Linked DNA regions of Mus musculus: region 1 is linked to region 2. A link is a contact called in public promoter capture Hi-C data. All regions are on one chromosome and are shown on one strand. Each heading gives the region's core, a stretch centred on a gene start, on an enhancer-like site or on the middle of the called end of the contact. The rest is flanking DNA. Distances are from core to core; before and after follow the strand shown. Region 1 holds the start of Polrmt (polymerase (RNA) mitochondrial (DNA directed)). Region 2 holds the start of Dazap1 (DAZ associated protein 1).

Evidence for each region. Promoter capture Hi-C pulls out the DNA fragments that hold promoters and counts their contacts.
Region 1: a promoter capture Hi-C map of neural stem cells shows a contact between it and region 2. The contact joins the promoter of Polrmt here to the promoter of Dazap1 in region 2. A contact is called at or near these places in 1 of 39 promoter capture datasets (neural stem cells), 1 of 115 datasets of contacts at active chromatin or transcription factors (large pre-B cells) and 1 of 9 other capture datasets (adipose tissue).

The regions. Positions count from the first base shown.
Region 1 is chr10:79,742,773-79,749,141 of GRCm38.p6, reverse strand. It overlaps Polrmt (polymerase (RNA) mitochondrial (DNA directed)), which reads left to right and starts at 2,561. Exons shown (of 21, transcript NM_172551.3): 1 at 2,561-2,677; 2 at 3,370-3,468; 3 at 5,414-5,964. The coding sequence starts at 2,590.
Region 2 is chr10:80,261,127-80,267,001 of GRCm38.p6, reverse strand. It overlaps Dazap1 (DAZ associated protein 1), which reads right to left and starts at 1,988. Exons shown (of 12, transcript NM_133188.3): 1 at 1,824-1,988. The coding sequence starts at 1,852.

The DNA.
Region 1 (6,369 bases), core at 1,312-3,811, 520 kb after region 2:
ATGTGGAAAGCCTGGTGCTCCAGCAAATCACAGAGGAACTTGAATAATACAGGATATGGGAAGAACTGGAGTCCCTGATTCTTTTGGCCCACAGAGATGTGAGCTGTCTTGGAGTTATAGGTCCTCCTGCTTCATCCTTGGGGACCAGGAAGGTGACCCCAAGAGGAAGTCAGGATTGAGGTCACTCTGCCTCGGGTATCCTGGGGAATGATCTGAGCTAGTTGCAGAGGGCAGTGCCCAATGCTGAAATCATTCCCAGCCAGTGACATCATTAAGGCCCCGCCTGCTTGGGCAGCTTGAACTGTATAATGGAGGGGCGGCCCCAGGTCTGATCCTCAACTTGAGTGCAGGTGGCAGCCTGAGTTTAATCAGAGGAAGTCCCATGAGTCCTGTCCTGGAGGCTTCTCTAGAGGCTTGGCTGCTCTTCTCATGCCCCAGGGCCTTTGCACTGGCTGGCATTTCTCCCTACCTCTGTCCCTGTCGTCATGCTAGTCTTTCACATAACAGCTGGCTGGAGTTCCCAGGGCTGTCCTCCCTGAGCCCCGCATGGGCACGATCTGACTGTCTACACCTGACAACACGTCTCTATCTGGCTCACTCTTCTTGCTCTGTTCTGTCTGCCTGTCCTGTGGAGGCCAGGATGAGTGGGAACATGATGTTGAACCACAGCGTGGATTTTCCATTGAAGTTTAAGGAAACATGGGCTTTCCCACACATCTTTCTGAGTGTCCCGTGCAGTTGGGTCACTTCCTGGAGTTCTCTGAACCTTCACAGTTGAAGTGTGAAGACTGAGAATCAGGGTTAACCACATTGCTTGCTCTCCTTCGCTCCCTCTCCTCCTCCCCCTCTCTCCTTCTCTGTCTCTCTCTTAATAGTTTATTTTTATCTTATGTGCATAGGTAGTTTGTCTGCATATATGTCTGTGTGAGGGTGTTGGATTCCCTAGAACTGGAGTTACATTCTGATCTGCTGTGTGTATGCTGGGAATTGAATGGGTCCTCTGGAAGAACAGCTAATGCTTTAAACCAATTAGCCATCTCTCCAGCTCCAACTAGACTTTAGGATATTTATTTATTTAATTGGGGTTTGTTTGTTTGTTTGTTTTCGAGACAGGGTTTCTCTGCGTAGCCCCTGGCTGTCCTGGAACTCACTCTGTAGACCAGGCCGGCCTAGAACTCAGAAATCTGCCTGCCTCTGCCTCCCAAGTGCTGGGATTAAAGGTGTGTGCCACCTGGGGTTAAGAGCACTGACTGACCTTCCAGTGGTCCTGAGTTCATTTCCCAGCAACCACATGGTGGCTCACAACCATCTGTAATGGAATTCAATGCCCTCTTCTGGTAGACAGAGATAGTGTACTCAGATACATAAAATAAATAAATCTTTAAAAAAACAAAAACAAAAGCAAAAACGGTGTGTGCCACCACACCCAGCTCTGAGTTTGTGTGTGTGTCTGTTTATCTGTCCGTTTGCTTGCCCGACTGCCTGATTGAGACAAGGTTTTATGTGCATTTTATGTGCTTAAATTTGAATCCGCCTGCCTTTACCTCCAGAGGGCTGGGATTATAAACCCAAAGCTCTCACTGATGCGCTCCAGACAGTAGAAGCCCTAGTACTGAGAAAATGAGCCCAGGTCCTGTCTTCTCAGGAGGGTACTGTCTGAGCTACAGAATTAGCCTGGAAAATTTAGTGAGATTCTGTCTCAAATATAAAATGCTGGTGCGTGATAGCACATATCTGTCATCCGGCACTTCCTGAGCTAGGAGGCAGGAGGATCAGGAATTCACTGTCATCTTTGGCCACATTAGAAGTTTGAAACCAACCTGGGCTACGTGTAGATAGATCCCTTAGTCCAACACTGGGAAGGAGAAGACAGCAAGGTCAGGCTTTCCAGATTAGTTCTCATACATGTAAATTGGAAGCTAACATGAGCTACATGGGACTCTGTGAATGTGAATGAATGAATGGATGGATGGATGAATGAAATCGCGATGTGGTACTATTTACACGTCTTTTCCATCTTTCTACGGCCCTGATTCCATTTGCACAAACACATATACATACAGAGAGACAGAGACAGAGAGAGGCAGAGAGGAGGAGGAGGAAGAGGAGGAGAAACAAATAGGGTAGGGACTGGGCGTGGTGGCGCACGACTATAGTCCCAGTACTGGGTGGCAGAGCAGGAGTATAAGGAGGATATCTGTTGAGTTCAAGGGAATCCTGTTAAATTCCAGGACATTCATGGTTAAATAGTGAGACTTTGTGCCAAAAATGTGCATATAGTACATAATATATACACATATGTAAATGTTACGCACATATATATGAACAAATAAAATAAAGCAGAAACCAGTCAATCAAAGAACAAAAAAATATAAAAACTAAAGAGGGAACTTGGATATGAAAAGAACGAATCAGAAGAGTATTTCTGCGCATGCTCTCTTGCCGCCACGCTGCCCGCTGCCTCTTGGGAGTTGTAGTTCTCCTTCGACTCCTCTCACAGGACAGACCCTAAGAGCGCTTCCGGCAGTCGCAGAACTACAGCTCCCTGCAGGCGGCGCGTGCGCGTGCGCACTGCGGGCAGCAGGCGGCATGTCGGCGCTCCGGTGGACCCGAAGCGCAGCCGGGCTTGGCCGGGTTCTGCGCTCCCCTGGGCCCCACCGCCCGCCTTCGGAGGAAGGTAAAGGAGTGTCGGATCCAGGACTATAATCTTCCCTTCCTTAGGATCCCGGTCACCTTCAACCTTTGTTCTTTGACCTATGGAGGAGTTTCTGGGGACCCATTTAGCTGGGCACTAGTTGGCAACGTCTCTCTAGGTCCGCAGGGCACTTTGACTTTTGATTGTTGCTCGCTTTTCCATGTCTCTGACCCACTGTTGGGGACTTACGGATATTGGCATTGACCTTTGGCTACTTTTAGTTAGGAGTACTTCTTGCTGGATCCTGCACCCCGATCCTTATAGCTTTGGCCTGTTCTGCCCTTGAAGTTGGTCTTTTTCTGGGTCTGGATTTATTTGTGGGCGGGGCGTGTTTTTTTTTTTTTTTTTTTTTTTTTTTTGAGCCATGGTGTTTCCATGTGGTTCATGCTGGATGCTTTATTTGAACTCAGGTCCTACTGCTTCAACCTCCTGAGTTCTGAGATCCCATGCCTGGCAGTCCTTGTCTTTTGATCCATTTCTTTCTGGGCATGACGTAAGTTTGAGGCAGGAACTCACACTAGCTTAACCTAGAACTTCCTTTGTAGCCCAGGCTGGAATCCAATTGGAGACCCTCCCACCTCAGCCTCCAGAGACCTGGGGTAATAAGTGTGCATGCCACGGTGTCCACTTGATAGGATGGTTTCTGTGTTCTTATTCTTCATGTCTCTTTCTAGGGACTTTTGGTGGCTTCTGCAGCTCAAGAAGGAGCTCCGCTGCCAGTCCCCGTGAGCAACATGTCCTGAGGGAGTGGGGCCATGCTGAACTGCTGGAAGGTAAGTTGGTGTCCTAAGTCCTTCTCCACAGTGAAGCCTTGAGGGAGTGTGCTCTGCGTTGTACCTGACCACTCCAAGGGAGTATGTAAAATGGGGTCCAGAGTCCACTGAGCAGTGTTGTCTGGCTGGCCTGTCTGTGGTCCTGTGGGTCCTCTTGTGCTGGTTCTGGGAGCTGCTGTAATTCCATTCCCTGAGTTCCAGATTCCCACCTGGGGCTCTCACTTCTAGGAAGACAGTGGAGGCCCCAAATACACCTGAACAATACCGGATTTGCATTGTTGGAATGCTGACATAGAAGTCTCCAGTTTTAGTCCTGCAGAGTCGAGGTGCAGCTGGAATCCAGCCTGTCTGCCAGGCCTGCCTGTCTGTCTTCCTTCCTTCCTTCCTCTTTCTTTCTTTCTCTCCTCATTCCTCCCTTCTCTCTTTCTCTCTTTTTTCTTTCTTGGTTTTTCGAGACAGGGTTTCTCTGTGTAGGAAGTCCTGGCTGCTTTGTAGACCAGGCTGGCCTTGAACTCAGGTCTGCCTGCCTCTGCCCCTGGAGTGCTGGGATTAAAGGTGTGCATGAGCCGGGTATGGTGGCGCACGCCTTTGATCCCAGCACTCTGGAGGCAGAGGCAGGCGGATTTCTGAGTTCGAGGCCAGCCTGGTCTACAAAATGAGTTCCAGGACAGCCAGGGCTACACAGAGAAACCCTGTCTTGAAAAAAAGAAAAAACCAAAAAAAAAAAAAAAAAAAAAAAAACCAAACAAACAAAAATAAAACAAAATAAAGGCATGCACGACCACTGACTTTGGAACCCAATTTTAAGTGTTTTACTACCAAGTCTAGTAGACGGGATGTCCAGATTTCCCTCCTGATCCTATGTCAGGTCTGCATGGCAGCTGCAGAAGGTGGAGACGCTTAGAGGGTGGGTTAGGAGGTAAAGACAATGGTCTAACTGTGGCTCCTGTCTACCCTTAGCAGCAACTGCTTCCTGACTCACGTTCCAGGGTATGTCATGCTGGAATCTGTCATTTGGGCAGAGGGATCTGCAGACTTAGTGTGTGGCGCCTGCTCCCTCTTATGAGGCTCCTTTCTGTCAGGGACAGAAGGCAGTGCTTTGTGGGCCATGGAGCTTACAGCAGCTATGTAACTCTTCTACTCCTGACAGACCAACCAGTTCTGCCCCAGGGCCTTTTTGCACCCTTTTGTCTCTTGGGTCCCTTCAGAAAGAAGTCGGTGTCCCCGTCTGCCACCTGTTTGCTTTGCAGGTGGCCTCACACAGATGTGTCCTCTGCCTCTGATGTGCCCTGAGTGCCACGAGATGTTCACTGAGGCAGGATCTCCCCAGAACTCTGATCCTCTCGCATGCACTGCACTCCTCCCAACTTTCGTTTTGTACACCTGTGAGCCAGGCCCCTGCCTCACACTGACCTTGGGCCAGGGACTGGAGTACCGGGAGGGGAGACAAGCAGCTGGTCTTGGCAACCAGCGCCTGAGTTGTAGCCTTATGGCTCAGCCTGCCTTGTTTCTGCGCTCACCACTAACCATGGCTGTCTGCTTGCCAAGACCCTGGCCAGTCTTTGGCCTTTTTATGTGCAAACTTGGTTACTGCTGAAAGCCATACAGCAGGGGCCTCCTTGTATGGTGCCAGTGATTGCCTTTTGGTCCTTAGGGCACTGAGTCACGGATGTTTGCGGTTTCTACCAAGCTGTATCAAGTATGTGCCTGTATCAAACTGCAGGCTACTATATATTGGCCAGTGAGGTCGGAGCCCTTAAGGCTGGCGGAGTGAAGGAGGGAGAAGCAGAAGCAGGTGACAGCCGGCAGGAGGTGATAGGAGGGGTTGGCAGGCAGAGCCGAGGGCATGGTGACAGCCAGGAGACTGTGTTTGGGATGATCCTGGGGTAGACTCAGAGCATCCTGAGCTGCAGGAGTGGTTCATACCCTTCTCTGCTCTCTGCAGTGCTGGAGGCTCGGGTGCGGCAGCTCCGGGCAGAGGGCACACCTGAGATGAGGGTGAAGAAGGTGCAGGTGGACCGGCCTCCACAGGGCCACAGCAGCCGCTGGGCGCAAAAGCTAGAGGCTGAGAAAAGGGTGAAGCAGAGGCGCCAAAAGGAAGTTGACCAGCAGAAGCAAGCCCTCACACAGGAGTTCTGGACCCTTCACAAGGAGCCCAAGATCTGGAACAAGAAGCTGGCTGGCTACCTGCAGCCAAGCAAGAAGGGAACACCCACGAACTCAGAGGAAAAGCAGCTGGCCCAGGCCCTTCAGGCTGCTCTGGGGAGGCTCAGCTCCCGTGAGGCAGAGGCCCTGGCCAGGAAGAAAGCCAAGGCGGTGGAGGCGCAGATCCTGGTCCTCCAGCAGAAGTTCCTGGCTTTCTTTGAGTGCTGCGTCTGCACTGGCCAAGTGCCCCTCGCTCACCACGTGCTGGTCACTCACCATAACAACGGAGACAGACAGCAGGTGCTCACACTGCACATGTACAACACCGTGATGCTTGGCTGGGCCCGCAAGGTGAGACCCGGCCCAAGGGCTGCTTCCTTCCCATGGGGTAAATTCCTTTAGGTTTTTCAGAGAGAAAACGCTCTTTCCTTAAAAACGAACAAACAGGAAACAAAACAAAAACCGATTGGAATATCCAGGCATGGTGGCGCAAGCCTTTAGTCCCAGCACTTGGGAGGCAGAGGCAGGTGGATCTCTGAGAGTTAGAGGGCAGCCTGGTCAACACATTAAAATCCTGCTATCCCCTAAAATGAAGGAGGAGATTGGGAGGGCCTGAGTGTAGTTCTGTGCAGGACTTCTGAGTCTCCTGTGCAGGGGCTGCCGCTGCTGTCCCAGTGGCTGCTAAGCCTTGTGGGACACATTCCACGCTCCAGGATGGGAGCGCTTGCTTCTCTTTATTTTTTTTTTATTTTTATT
Region 2 (5,875 bases), core at 739-3,238:
CTGGTGTCTCCCAAGCTCATGGAGCTGTCTCTTGATTCCTCTATGACCCCCGGAGCTGAGTCTCCCCAGCCTCTCATTTACCTTATGAACAAGCAACAACCAAAATAATTTTTTAAAAAAATCTCAAAAAAATAAAAAATAAAAAAATAAACCAAACACAAACAAATGAGTTCTCTTGGACCCTGCACCTTCTAGGCCTCACTGGCTCAGGGTCTCCAATTATCTTTTAGAGTATTCCTGAGTCCTGCGCCTCCTCCTGGTATTCTCCCAGCCCCCTGAATTAGCCTTTCAGGCCTCTCTAGCTCCTTAACTATCCTTTGGGGTTCCCCCAAATCTCCACTGGGCTCTTCTCGACTCTGTAACTCCTGTTGGAGGTCCCCCTAGCCTTCTGAACTACCCCGTATGGTCTCCCTACCCTATTTCCTTAACCACAATTATGGCTTATGGTCTCCCACAGAGCTAAGGGTCTCTCTTGGAATTCCCTCAGCCCTCTGAACTATCCTTTAGTATCTCCCGACCTCACAGCTCAACCTCAGGGGTCCCCTATACCTTAATATAGCCTTTGGGAGGGTCCTTCAAACCCTTATTCTATAGGGCCTTCCCAACCACCTTATCCACATAACCCTCCAGCTCTCTTTTGGAGTCCTCTTCCTTCTCCTTCTCCTTCTTCTTCTTTTTTTGTTTTTCGAGACAGGGTTTCTCTGTGTAGCCCTGGCTGTCCTGGAACTCACTTTGTAGACCAGACTGGCCTCGAACTCAGAAATCCACCTGCCTCTGCTTCCCAAGTGCTGGGATTAAAGGCGTGCGCCATCACCGCCCAGCTCTGGGGTCCTCTTCTAACTCCTGTGAAGGACTCAGCACCTTGAGTTATCTTTTGGGGTCTCCCGACACCAACTTTTCAGTGTTCCCAAATTCCTTTAATTTTATCAGAGGGGGGCGTCTCCCCGACACCCAGGCTCTACTTAGGGTCCCTCTAACATCTGAACTATCCTTTAGTGTCCCTCAGTCTCCTGATTTGATGGTCACCTTAATTCCTGAAATCTGGAGAATCCCACAACCTCCAAAATTATCATTTGAAGACTCCTTGACCCCAAACTCCACTTAGGAAGCTCCAACATCCTGATCTGTTCTTTGTGATCTCCTCATCCCTGCGCTTTTACTAGATAACCCCAGCACCCTAATCTTTCGGGGTACCTCTCAGATCCCCGCGTTATCCCATGCGGTCTCTCTGAGTTGTAATCTATACTTTGGGGTTCCTCGGCACCCATAACCTAATTTATTTGACCTATGTATTCTTTAGGGTGTCTCAGCATCCTTAATCTATTTTACAGGGTTTCCATTACCTGTGATCTAGCTTTTAGAATTCAACTCCCCAGAGCAACTCTATGGGGTCTCTCTGCTCTATAATCTATTCTTTGGAGATCCCTCAGTTTCACCATTCTAATACTTAGGGTTCACAAGGACCCTGGTCCATTTTTGTAATCTCCCTGGTACTTAGAATCTATGAGAGATCTCTCAGCACCCCTAATTATCCTACATTACCTTCCTGACTTCAAGGATCCACTTAAGGGTCTTCAACACCCTGATTTATCATTTCAGGGTCTCTCAGTCCGGTGAGTTATCCTATGGGATGCCCCTGACCCGTGAACCTTCATTTAGGGTTTCTCTGGCTCGTGAGTTATCACCTTGGGTCCCTTCAGTTACCCATGGGCTGCCTTTGGGGCGACCCCCCAGCACCCCGGCTCTCCTCTAAAGTCCCGGCCCGGCCGGTCCGGCACCCCGGCCTCCCTCGCTCTGGGCCTGGCCCGGCTCCACAGCCTCACCCGATTTCGTCGGCGCCCGCGCTGTTCATGGCGCCCCGTCCCGGCCCGCTGCGCCCCGCTCCTCCGGAAGGTCACCGCTCGTCCCTCCCCGCAGCCGCGGCCCGGATCTGCGCAACGGCGGCGGCGCTGAGCCTCCTCCCTCCGCGCCAACGGTCGCTGCGCGTCCCCGCGCCTCCGCGCCTCCGCCCTGCGCACGCCCGGGCGCGCTCCCGCACGGGGCCTCCGGGGGCGGGGCCAGGGGCGCGCCGCGCGTGCGTGCCCGCTTGCGAGAGGGACGCAGAGCTCTGCGCCTGCGCAACACGGACAACCGAGACATGCGTTTCCGCCCTGTCGAATCTAATCCTTCTGGGAAATGCAGTCCTCTGCATTATCTGGCCTTCAGAAGGCGCGCGGAGGGAGACAGCCACGTGCGTGCGTACGCGTGCATGCGGCGCCGGGCGTTCATGGCGCGCGCAGGCGCAGACGCGGGTTCCCCTTTATCCACTCGCGAATCTTGGTCTTGCGTGGGGGCTTGCGAGGGGAAAAAGTCTAAGATGCCCCTCAGAGGCCGGTGCATAAAGCAGGCTGCACGTTCATGCTCTGAACTGTGTCACCTCCCGCTCTTCCTTTTTCGCAGATGATACACTGGGTCACAAAGGCTGACTCACCTGTCCAAGGTCATTCAGTTAAGGCTCGATTGGGTTCAAAGTAAAAATTAACCAAGTTCAATAGTTACTAAGAAAAAGTAAAAACAAAAAAACATTGTCCCTAGTACCACTAACATGGACAGCCACACTCTTACTACTATCTATTGTCTGCAGCTGACTTCTCACTTGGATAATCTGCCTTTCCTCTCATAACCAGTTCCCTGTCTCAAAAAGGTATATAAAGCTGGGCAGTGGTGGCGCACACCTTTAAACCCAGCATTTGGGAGGCAGAGGCAGGTGGATTTCTGAGTTCAAGGCCAGCCTGGTCTACAGAGTGAGTCCCAGGACAGGCAGGGCTACACAGAGAAACCCTGTCTCGAGAAAACAAAACAAACAATAATAATAATAATAATAATAATAATAATAACAACAACAACAACAACAACAACAACATAATAAGTAAGTGAATAAAACGATGTAATGGCTCAGTTTGTTGAGCATCTTTCTAGGCTAAAGAGCTGGGTTCCATCCCCAGACTACTTAAAACAGTCATGGCAGTGCAAACCTGTCATCCCAGCGCTCAGGTTGGAGAGGAAGACTGGGAATTCAAGGTCAGCCTCCCTTGGTCAGCTATATAGTGAACTAGAAGCCAGCTGAGGTACACAAGACTTTCTCAAACAAAAACCAAAACATACATACAAGCAAACAAACAAAGCCTGAAGCAGGGCAGTATTGGTGCACACTTTTAAACCCAGCACTTGGGAGGCAGAGACAGGCTGATCTCTGTGAATTAAGTACAGCTAATATACAGAGTGAGTTCCAGGACAGCCAGGACTACACAGAGAAACCCTGTCTAAAAGGAGAAGGAGAAGGAGAAGAAGAAAAAGAAGAGAAGGAGGAGGAGGAAAAGGAGGAGGAGAAGGAGGAGGAGAAGAAGGAGGAGGAGAAGAAGAAGAAGAAGAAGAAGAAGAAGAAGAAGAAGAAGAAGAAGAAGAAGAAGAAGAAGAAGAAGAAGACGACGACTTTGAATTTGAGAGTGACCTGGGTCCTAGTCTCTATGTCAGTAGAACATAATATAATAACAGCAAAGTATAACAAGCAACAATTCATTTCTGTGCTGGGTATAACAGCTCAGATTATAAAAAACAGTCCAAAGCTTTTGTTTGGAGACAGAGTCTTCCTATGTAGCCCCAATTGTCCTGGAACTCATAGAGATCTTGCTGTCGCTGACTCTGGAGTGCTGAGATGACAAAGCTACCCATTTTCTGCTTTAATTAGACCACATGAGATCATCAGAAGGCCACTCAGAGGAGTGGCGCAGTGGACCTAGAATTCAGTGGGGGAAGTGCTCTCCTGGCAGGCACAATGCCCAAGACCCTTCATGAGCTGCAGAAACCGGGCATAGCAGTACACATTGTTGATCCTGGCACTGGAGAGGTGGAGGAGGCAGGATCTGGAATTCGAGGTCATCCTTAGCTGTGTGAGAGTTTGAAGCTATCTTGGGCTACATGAGAACCTGTTTCTTCCAGAAGACCAAAGTTTGATTGTCAGGACCCAAGTGGGAAATCACAATGCCAGTGACTGCGCCTCAGGTGGTGCACAGGGATGAGACACCAAGTACATTAAAAAATAAAAAACAGCGGGGCGTGGTGGCGCAGGCCTTTAATCCCAGCACTCGGGAGGCAGAGGCAGGTGGGTTTCTGAGTTTGAGGCCAGCCTGGTCTACAAAGTGAGCTCCAGGACAGCCAGAGCTATAAAGAGAAACCCTGTCTCGACAAACCAAAAAATAAAATAAATAAAAAAACAAACCAAAACTCCCAAAAGTGCTAACTGTTGCGGTTCTAAATTGGAGCCCTGGTCTCCACTCCTGTTTTTAGCAGTTTTCCCCACCTGTAAAATGAGGGCACCAACAGTTATTGCTGTAACATCTTCTAAGGATTAAGAGTGTCACTGCTTTTCCAGCAGTTCTTAGAAAAATCATCAGATCGCTACACCTAACATGTCCAAGTGACCCAGTAGTAAGCTAGAGCTGCTGAATGACAGGTATGGATTAGAGCAGCTGAGAGAGGGCCGGCTTCTTGGACCTCACCAGGCCAATGAATGTCTAAACTTGAGGCATTCAGCCAGGCATGGTGGCATACGCCTTTAAATCCCAGCAGTTCAGAGGTAGAATCAGGCAGAAATCTGTGAGTTCGCGGCCAACTTGTTCTCAATAGCAAGCTCCAGGCCAGTCAGGAGCTCCTGTCTCTAAATAAACGGATAAATAGAAATAAAAAAATCAACTTGGGCCGGGCCTGGTGGCGCACGCCTTTAATCCCGGCACTGGGGAGGCAGAGGCAGGTGGAGTTCTGAGTTCGAGGCCAGCCTGGTCTACAGCGTGAGTTCCAGGACAGCCAGGGCTACACAGAGAAACCCTATCTCGAAAAACCTAAAAAAAAAAAAAAAAAAGAATCAACTTAGAGGAGCATCGTGGACGACACGCTGAGATCAGGAAGTTTCACAGCCTCTTCAAACAGTAAATCCAGTACCCTTGCGAGCCAGCCAGGCAAATGCAGAAAGTCAAGCCTCATTCCAAATGTGGTGCCAGGGAGCTTGCCCCGCCCCTCCAGAAGCCACAACAGTGCACGTGCCAGCATATGGTACTCTCCATGGCACTGGGACCACTGGTAGTCTCTAAACGTCCCTCCTTGCACCGCAGGCACTTCACCCCTCATGGCTCCAACTTCCTGCCTAGATAACTTGGCCCCGCCCAGGTCCGCAGGCTCCGCCCCATTCATAGTAAAAGGATGGACTCAGCTGGACTCCACAATTACCCTATCCTCAGGCCCCGCCTCCTTGGCGCCAGCCTCAGCTCTAGCGGAAAGCTAGGCCCCGGATCCTGTTTTGCCTCTACCAGGCTGGGCCCCACCCGTGAAAGAAGACTAGGCTTCGCCAGTAGCAGAACGCTTGGATTTCATCCTATCCCATAAACACCTACCCCATGGCTCTGTCCTCATCCGTAGCAGAAGGCTGGACACCACGGTCTCAGCCGGCTGGCCCCGTTCCTTAGTTTCGTCTCTCATACTTAGCAGAATGGTGACCCCACCCCATTGCTCCGGCCCCGCCCCTAGCAGAAGGCTGGACTCTGTCCTACCATACAGGCTCCATCCTGTATGGCTCCTGCCTGCATTCCTCATAGAAGTCTGGATTCTGTCCCAACCCACAGCTCTGGCCCCATCCATAGCAAAAGATTGGACTCCTCCCCAGCCCACCAGTGCAGGACCTATCCCATTCCGTAGATCCGCCCCTCAGAACTTTACTTTGGGCTCCAGCGAGTAGCCCCGACCGTGAGCACGCTCCACCCTGTCCCTCAGCTCCATCCACCCAGGCCCAGCCCAGTGCCAGGCTGGACCCCCTCCCAGAGCAAGGGCCAACCCTCTTCTAATG